3 separate regions of the Gossypium arboreum genome follow, and regions 1 and 2 are each linked to region 3. A link is a contact called in public Hi-C data. All regions are on one chromosome and are shown on one strand. The core of a region is the stretch at or near the end of the contact, and the rest is flanking DNA. Distances in the headings are between cores, read along the strand shown. Region 1 holds the start of LOC108458946. Region 2 holds the start of LOC108465691 (DEAD-box ATP-dependent RNA helicase 38). Region 3 holds the start of LOC108457870 (vacuolar protein-sorting-associated protein 37 homolog 1).

Region 1 (2,711 bases), core at 123-2,622, 330 kb after region 3:
CTTTAACCATTGCTTCAAGCAAGTCTTAGCGTTAGCCTAATTGTTAGTTAAGATGTTAAATTTCTTCACAGATATGATTTAAAACATAATCAAAATATGTGAATCAAATTTTAAATGCATTTATACTTATAATGAGCAACTTGAATATGATGCGTTTAAAAAAATAATCCTAAATTTTAAAGACACGGTTTCTTTTTTTTAACTTTTTGTCTAAGCTGTCAATGTGGTGAACATATATGTATAAAGTAGATCTAACATATTTTAAGTATGTTACATTAAATCCAAAATTAATGCAGGCTAGCGTTGTGTTAGTGAAAGAAGTTGATGGATATGATCTTAATTAGAGTGTTTCAAATAGTAGAAACTAGTTTAGAATTTTGGCCAGAATGCATGTGGCAACATATTAGAATTTTTTATTATTATTTCCGAACATATGGCTTGGAAAGTTAACAAACAGAGTATAAACATGATTTAGGATTATAAACCTGGATGAAGTAAAATTTCAAATTAATCTAGTATATGATGGAAGCAACCGAAAGCATCAACAAAATTTTTGTTTCCAAACATCATGTTAGTAAGGAAGAATTCCATAACTGGTTCTACTCCTACTGTGAGAAAGATCTCAACAATGAAGACATTCTATCCAACTGTCTCATAGATGGGGCCTTACAAGAATTGCTCTTCCACAAAATCATCTTTGATGTTAAAGAAGAAGCATCTCCACTGTCATCTATTAAGTTAATGTATATGTGGAACTGATCCATTGACAAGGATCCCTTCAACCCTGTGATCACATGTGTTTTACTTACTCTAGGGAACACCAGGGGCACACAATGTCTTAACAAAGTATTTGACTGAACCCCGGACGTTGATGCGGCCTGATCGCCACCTTGTCCGATGTTTCGAGCCAAATCCGGAACCCTTTCTCCTCCAATATGGTTGGCCGGAGGCGATTCTAAACTAGAATACTCTACAAGTGTTAGACAAATAGGACAGGTAGAACGTGCCAAAAACCAATTGTCAATGCACGGGACATGAAACAAATGCCTTCAGTTTGGCAACAAGCGTATAGTCTCCCCTTCCTTTAGTTCTCCCAAGCAAACAGCGCATTCAGTTTGATGAGTGCCCAATTCTTCATCTTTATCCCTGGAGAAAGACAGGATTGGAATTGTTCCCAGGATTTTCTGTTGAAGCCCAGTTGGTATGGAGGGATTTGTAGCATCATCCGGTTTATCTCCCCATCTTAGGCAGTATTTGACAAGTAAAAAATGGTATACAATTAGTGCTAGACAAGTGGCAACTATGCCGGCCAAGGAAATCAACAAAGGAGTCAGAAAGGACCCTGAATCTTGAGCACCATTTGCAGGATCCATAATTTACCATCTACAGGTCTTCTTTCAACTTTACAACTTGTGGTGGTAACTTTAAAAAGATGGGTTTACGAGAGTTTGCAGTTGGTGAAGCTGAAGAAAATGGACAAATTGTAGTGTTTTTTAAAACAGTTGAAACACTTTGGTCTTCTCTCAAGAGAGGCTGAAGACTTGAGAGATTACAAGTGGCATTCTTTGATAGTGGCCCACGTGTATGGTATGTAATTGGCCAAGTGTCACTTGTCTGGTAGAGTATGATTACGTTTGAGGATATGATGATATCACAATTCACATCTTATTTTATTTTACCACCTTATTTAAGATATAATAATTAAGATAATATGGCCTACGTTAGATAATGACACCAGAAAACTGAGTAATAAATATTTTCCTAAACATTTTAACATTTGAATTCATGAATAATTTATTTAGTTTTAAATATCAAATAAATAACATATCACAAAATAATTTTTTCTTCGTAAAAATAAAATAACATTTTGGAAATTCAAATTTAAAAGATATGAAAAAAGTATTCTCAATTTTCTCAAATAAATTTAACATATTTAATGGATCAAGATAGAAAGTTGAATATATTTTCTTTTTAGTTTAAGTAGTAATAAAAGTATAGACAACAAATTTTAAACGAGTGATGCAGAGTAAATTATCTTTTAAGAATACATGATAAAAATAATTATTCTAAGATAACATATCTAATGTCATGTAAATTTTGATATGACACATTGTAGGATTTTGGGTTCGAATATCAAAAAATATTGAATGACTCAAATTAGAAATTTTGTAAAAGAAATTTGATATTGGAGTTGAGAATATATAAAAAGAATTTAAAAAGTGAAAATGTGATAAAAAGAACTAAATAAGGTAAATTTTGAAAAGTATGAGGACCATTGTGCAACATTACCCAAAAGTGGAAAAATATGAATTATTATGGATGAGTTATCATGAAATAAATTGGACTATGATTCGGTGGAATGAAAACCACTTTTGAGACTAAATTAAAAATTTTAAATATTATAGGGATTGAATTGTAATTTTTCTATTTTATCGAAAAAAAAGCTAAAGTACAATTTTCATTACTCATAGAATTATTATAAATATTTTTGATGAATTATGAACTTGATTTGTTCTAACTATCAAATTTTAAGAAGAAATCTAAATTTGACAAAAAGAGATAAAAGATAATTTTGCCACAAAGGATAGTTTGATCAATTCTTAAAACTTAATGATGACAATAATATTTCAATATTATATTTGATATCCAAAATTATTTTGAATCATTAGAACCTTTTATTGATGAATCAGGCCATAATTTCACAAAGTTAG
Region 2 (2,700 bases), core at 110-2,609, 360 kb before region 3:
AAGAGGAAACCTTGACAACGAATCGTTTTCTTCTTCAACTGCTATCTGTTTTTGATTTTTTTTTTTTGTATTTGAACACCTACTGTTTGTATTGATAATCCTCTTTTTTTTCAAGAACCCCTTTACATTCAGTTTTGTGTGGCTTTATAGCCAATTTCCAAACACTGTTTTTTCTATTGATCTTGCGTGTTCTTCCTTCTTTGCAGGGTGGTGGTTGATGGCAGAGCAGGTGGCTATCAGAGGATGCACATGGGGGCAGCGGCGCTCCTAGGGTTAGGGTTTTCTGATTTTTGCCAAAATTTGTTTAGGTAGTGGGCCATAACTTTGGGCTTTAGGGTTTTTTTTTATTTTGGGTTTAAGTTTAGGCTTGATGTTGTAAATAATTTGAAGTTTAATTGAGGCCTGGTCAAGTTTGGCCTATTACATACACAAGCAAAACAAATAACTAATTGATTTCATTAGTTTAAGTCCATCAACAATGGGGGAAAGCAATAGTTGAGCTAAGCCTTTCTTCGTAGCATGAAATAATGTAAGTAGCTATAGATATTATGCGTGTCATTGTAGCTCAAATGCTCAAAGCTAAATGCAGGTTACGTGTATTTGACACCATCAATTTAGGGTGAGTTTGGATAGACGGTGCGTTTACCTACGCTTAGTGTAAAAAATAGCGGTGACAGTGAGATTGGATACTGTAGCGATACTATAGCGTGAAATAAAAAGTAAGCTAAACGCACCGTACCGTCGCCCCAAACCCACCCTTAGTCTGCTTGCACCCTCCTAAACATTTTCCAAGGGTAAGAAAGTGTGGTTTTAAGATTAAAAGAATGACATTACTGCCCTTATTGTCTCAGTTACTATCAATAGCACTACAAAACTTAAAACCTATATTTGAAGGTGGTCTATTATATTCAAATAAAAATCACCCATAAAAGAGATTTTAACGAGAGAATGAGTAACAATAATATAAAACTTAACATAATGATATGTGAGGTGTCATTTATACTTTATGTTGATATATAAAATAAATTATTAATAACAAAAATAGATTAACATACAAGAATTAATATACTCATTTTTGAATAGAAAAATAAAATATAATTTAGTTTATACTATAAAGATTTTTATCATACTTTTATAAATTTAATAATTTTTTTAACATCAAATTACTTAATTGAAAATAAAGCTGAAAAGGAAAAAACTAAAGTAAAGGAAGGATATAGTTGAAAGAAACTAAACCGTTTACTTTGGGGTGTAAGTCGGTTAAACGGCGAGAATTTTACAGTAATCTGTTAGGGGTGAGGTAAATAAAACCTTTTTTTAAAGTATGAATTCACGAATATTTTACCGATAAATCAAGTTGTATTTAACAAAAAAGGTAGTTGCATTTTTATCTTTAAGATTTTCTTTTTCTTTCAATGGTTCAGATTAATTGCTTTTAATCAAACGGTTGATATTGTTTGGAGCCTATTTAAATCTGATTTTAACGAGCCTTCTTTATAATTTTCCTCCACCTATATTTATAGTCATTTTTGTTTCTGATTTTGGTTTTTCCTAATAGCCTAATAAGAAAAAGAAACCGATTTACTACCCTTTTGCCTTTGTTCCATCGATTTCTAGAGCTTCATGGCTGAAACCGCCTCTAACTCCGCCCCTTCTACCTCTACCACCGCCGAGGCGCCAGCGCCTCAAGAAACCAAAAAGACCACCGAGGCACCAGTAAGATGGGCCGATATGGAAGACGAAGCTTCGGAAGAACCGAGCACTTCATCGGAAGACAAAGGTGCGCCGGAACTCGGAGTTGAAAACCTAAAAATCGATGAAAGCAAAAAGATCAACAAGTTCCTCGACGAACCCGAGGACTCCAACATCAAAGCCGTATCTATCCCTGACCCTAAATACTTGAGCCTTTTCCTTTTTTGTTCGACTGAGATTTAGGGTTTTGACTTCTTCATGTTTTTGTTCGACTTTTGCAGGTCACATCTGGGGAGACACCATACACTTCAGCATTTACGTTTGAGGAATTGAATCTGTCCCCTGAATTGTTAAAAGGGCTATATGTTGAGATGAAATTTGAAAAGCCTAGCAAAATCCAAGCTATTAGTTTACCAATGATTTTGACGCCTCCTCACTTGGATTTAATTGCTCAAGCTCACAATGGTTCTGGTAAAACCACTTGCTTTACTCTTGGAATGCTGTCTCGTGTTGATCCGAATCTAAAAGCTCCTCAAGCACTTTGCATTTGTCCTACTAGAGAACTGGCTATTCAGGTTAAGTTCATGAGATCTTGAATTTTTTGAGGTACCAATGAAATCTGGGTTTTGGTTTTGATGTTAAAATTTGGCTGTGTTTTCTTGCAGAATTTGGAAGTGCTTAGGAAGATGGGGAAGCATACTGGGATAACATCAGAATGTGCTATTCCAATGGATAGTTCCAATTATATTCCAATTAATAAACGGGCACCCGTTATCGCTCAAGTAGTTATTGGTACTCCTGGCACTATTAAGAAGTGGATGTCAGCAAAGAAATTGGGTGTGAGTAATGTGAAGATTCTTGTGTTTGATGAAGCTGATCACATGCTGGCTGAGGTAACTTTTGTTTTGCTGGTTTATCTGCTTCTTGTTTTGATGAAATTAGAATTTGTAGTGCCTTGTTCTCAGTATTAGGAAAGAACAAATTGTTGCAACTTTAGAATTGTAACTA
Region 3 (2,883 bases), core at 85-2,584:
TGCCATTTTCTCATTTGGCATTGTTGCTATTGCAGCAATTAGAAAAACGTTGGTCCAAGTGCACTTAAGATTGTATTTTCCTCTGATTTAAGGGTTTGGGATTTTGAGTAGTAGTAGTAGGAATAGTATTAAACAATGATACAATTTATTGACCATTTGACAGAGTTACCCCTATTGAGATAATCCAACATAAGGCGCATATACTGCCGGAGCATATTAAAACGACAGGGTAATAGCACCAAAAACGCATGAAGCATGTCCACAGTTGCCCTCACATGATGAGCAATTAAGAGATGCTCTATGTAAACCCAACTTCATGAAACATGTCCACAATTTAGACTTGCCCTAACATGATGAGCAATTAAGAGATGCTCTATGTAAAACCAGCATCATGAAACATGTCTACACTTTAGACTTGCCCTAACATGATGAGCAATTAAGATGTGCTCATCTGAAATCCAACTTCATGAAAATAGATATTACCGACTAAATCCCACATTTATTCTATTTCATACAACAGCCAAAAGGAGGAAGAAGAGCGGACACTTTTGGTTTAGCTGCAGTTTCTGAAACATGTTTATCACTTTAAAAAAAATACAATAACCCAGCTTTCCTTTAGCACAAATTTTAGTTTCTTTGATGATCGAACAGCCTCTTAATACGCCCAAAAGGAAGGAAACGGTGATTCTAAAAATACAATACACATTAAAATTCCAAAGAAAAAAGAATTAATAGGAAAAAAATTTCCCAAAATCCAGCAAACCCACAATTATATTAATAAAAAGAAATTCTGAAGAAAGTTCGATCGAAGTCACAAATCCAAGTGAAATTAGTCAAATTCGCAGGCAATTTATATAAGAAACCCCCCTCAAAATAAGGCTGAATCGGAAAAAAAACGAAATAATAGAATCCAATAATCCAAATAAATCAATAGAGATTAAAGAGGTAACAAAGAAAACATACCAGAACCTGAACATAGCTCGCAAGCGGGTGGCTTGTTGATCGTTGGATAATCAATCAACCCAATAAATAGAAACCAAAAAAAAAATGAAAAACAGCGTTAGAGTCGTAGACGAAGAAAAGATTATTTGTTCCTTACAGAGTAAGAAAATATTATTTCGGATTTTTAATTAAAAAGAAACTGAGTCTAAGAGATTATATTTAAGGAGGTCTAAAATCAACGAGACAAAAGTTTTTTTAGTTCTTAAAAAAAAAAAAACAGTTTTAGGTACATTTGGTGGGTTATTATTGGTTTTGGACACCGACGATGAAGCATCTGAGTAGAAGAAACTTGTTGAAAAACAATTAATCTTAAAATATGTTATAAATTTAAAATTTATATTTAGAAAACTTTTTTTTTGAAAATTAATAACAGAACAACAAACATGATTAGTACGGTTTGAACTCAAGTCACATTGAGACAATAGCACTTTTAATCATTAGATCATCATATGGGTTCTTAATTTTAAAAATTTAATCTATTTAATTTTAAAATTATAAAATTCAAGTGGAATTGTTAACACTATATTTTTTATACTAACAAAAAAATAACAGTATTATTAATACTAGATGTGAATTCAAAAATATAAAAAATAAAATAAAAAACTTAAAATGATTAAATTTTAAATTTATAAAAATTACAATAACCTATTACATCTTTTAAAAAAAATTGGAAAATTCAGAAAAAACTTTCTTTTAAGCTTTAATGGGATCTGATCATCATCTTCTGATTTCGTTAATGTATAATTTGACTAATATATGAAAAAGTTCCTTATTGTTTAATTTAACTCTTATATTATTTTTGTAGTTAAATAAATTCCATAATTCTTTTACTTATAGAAGTTCTTTTGAAATTTTAAATTAATTTATATTTTATGCGAATGTGAATTTAATGAGAATAATTTATTAAATAAAAATCAAATTTTGAAAGGAAATTAAAAATTTTTAGGATGCTTATATACATAATACAATTAATTTTTTTAAAATACTTATCACTCTTTTAAGTTTTATATTAATATTAAAAGTGCATATAATTTTTATTGTATGCTCAAATATTTTGTTTCATTAATACTTTTCGAGAAAAGATATGAGAATGTAGTAATGAATTCTATCATTACAGATAGAAAATATTTATCTTATTCAGACTGAAACAAACAAATATTATTACAATATTTGATAATACAAAATTAGTTGAAAGCTTTAGAAAAGCTAATATATCAATATTAAAAAGTACAAAATTTGTGATGGTTAATCCATTAATTTTCAAATATATTCACTATTATGGATATCATATTGAGATTGTGAATAAGAAAATATTATATTTTATATGAATCAATGGAGGATTGAGTTATTGATTACTCTTGTTATTAAATTGAATTAACTTTGTAATGAGCCAAAATTACCCGGCCCAAATCACTAAATAACAAACCCAATACAAACCCCAAACTAACCCAAAACCTTAAGCCCAATACTATGGCCCAAATTTTTTTTTCAGAAACAGCAAACCCTAGCACTTAGGCACTCCCTTTGGCCGGCGCCGCCTCCACCCTCACACCACACCCGCATTTCGCGCCTCCACGTTCGCTCCATGTAGGTGTTACGCTCGCGCCTCCATACCTACGAAAAACTAGGAAGCAGTACCAGAAAGTGCAACGAAATAGGAGTAAGTTGTTTTGTTTTTTTTCCTTTTCAGCTATAAAGGCCGAAACAAAATCATTGTAAAAGGGGAGACGAAATACAAAAGATACATAAAATCAATTGCAAAGAAATAAGTGCAAAGGAAATTTAAAAGGTGATCCTTCAGTTCATTCTTTTCGTTTTTTTTATTTCTTTCCATACATACGAAAATATAAAAAAGGAAAAGGAGAAAGATCTTACCTGAAC

What was found. A called contact is a pair of places that touch in the nucleus more often than the background predicts.
Region 1: a contact with region 3 is called in a Hi-C map of leaf, with 4 times the contacts expected there. The contact joins the promoter of LOC108458946 here to the promoter of LOC108457870 in region 3. A contact is called at or near these places in 2 of 5 Hi-C or Micro-C datasets (both in leaf).
Region 2: a contact with region 3 is called in a Hi-C map of leaf, with 4 times the contacts expected there. The contact joins the promoter of LOC108465691 here to the promoter of LOC108457870 in region 3. A contact is called at or near these places in 2 of 5 Hi-C or Micro-C datasets (both in leaf).

Annotation. Positions count from the first base shown.
Region 1 is chr4:95,000,743-95,003,453 of ASM2569848v2, forward strand. LOC108458946 reads right to left here and starts at 1,373. Exons shown (of 2, transcript XM_017758334.1): 1 at 1,063-1,373; 2 at 606-960. The coding sequence starts at 1,373. The coding sequence ends at 606.
Region 2 is chr4:94,312,121-94,314,820 of ASM2569848v2, forward strand. It overlaps LOC108465691 (DEAD-box ATP-dependent RNA helicase 38), which reads left to right and starts at 1,360. Exons shown (of 8, transcript XM_017766072.2): 1 at 1,360-1,875; 2 at 1,974-2,267; 3 at 2,358-2,585. The coding sequence starts at 1,624. All of the region lies in intron 1 of LOC128291878 (a long non-coding RNA gene), which reads right to left.
Region 3 is chr4:94,672,292-94,675,174 of ASM2569848v2, forward strand. LOC108457870 (vacuolar protein-sorting-associated protein 37 homolog 1) reads right to left here and starts at 1,335. Exons shown (of 7, transcript XM_017757056.2): 1 at 964-1,335. The coding sequence starts at 977. LOC108459605 (a long non-coding RNA gene) reads right to left here. Exons shown (of 2, transcript XR_001867387.2): 1 at 2,878-2,883; 2 at 2,348-2,626.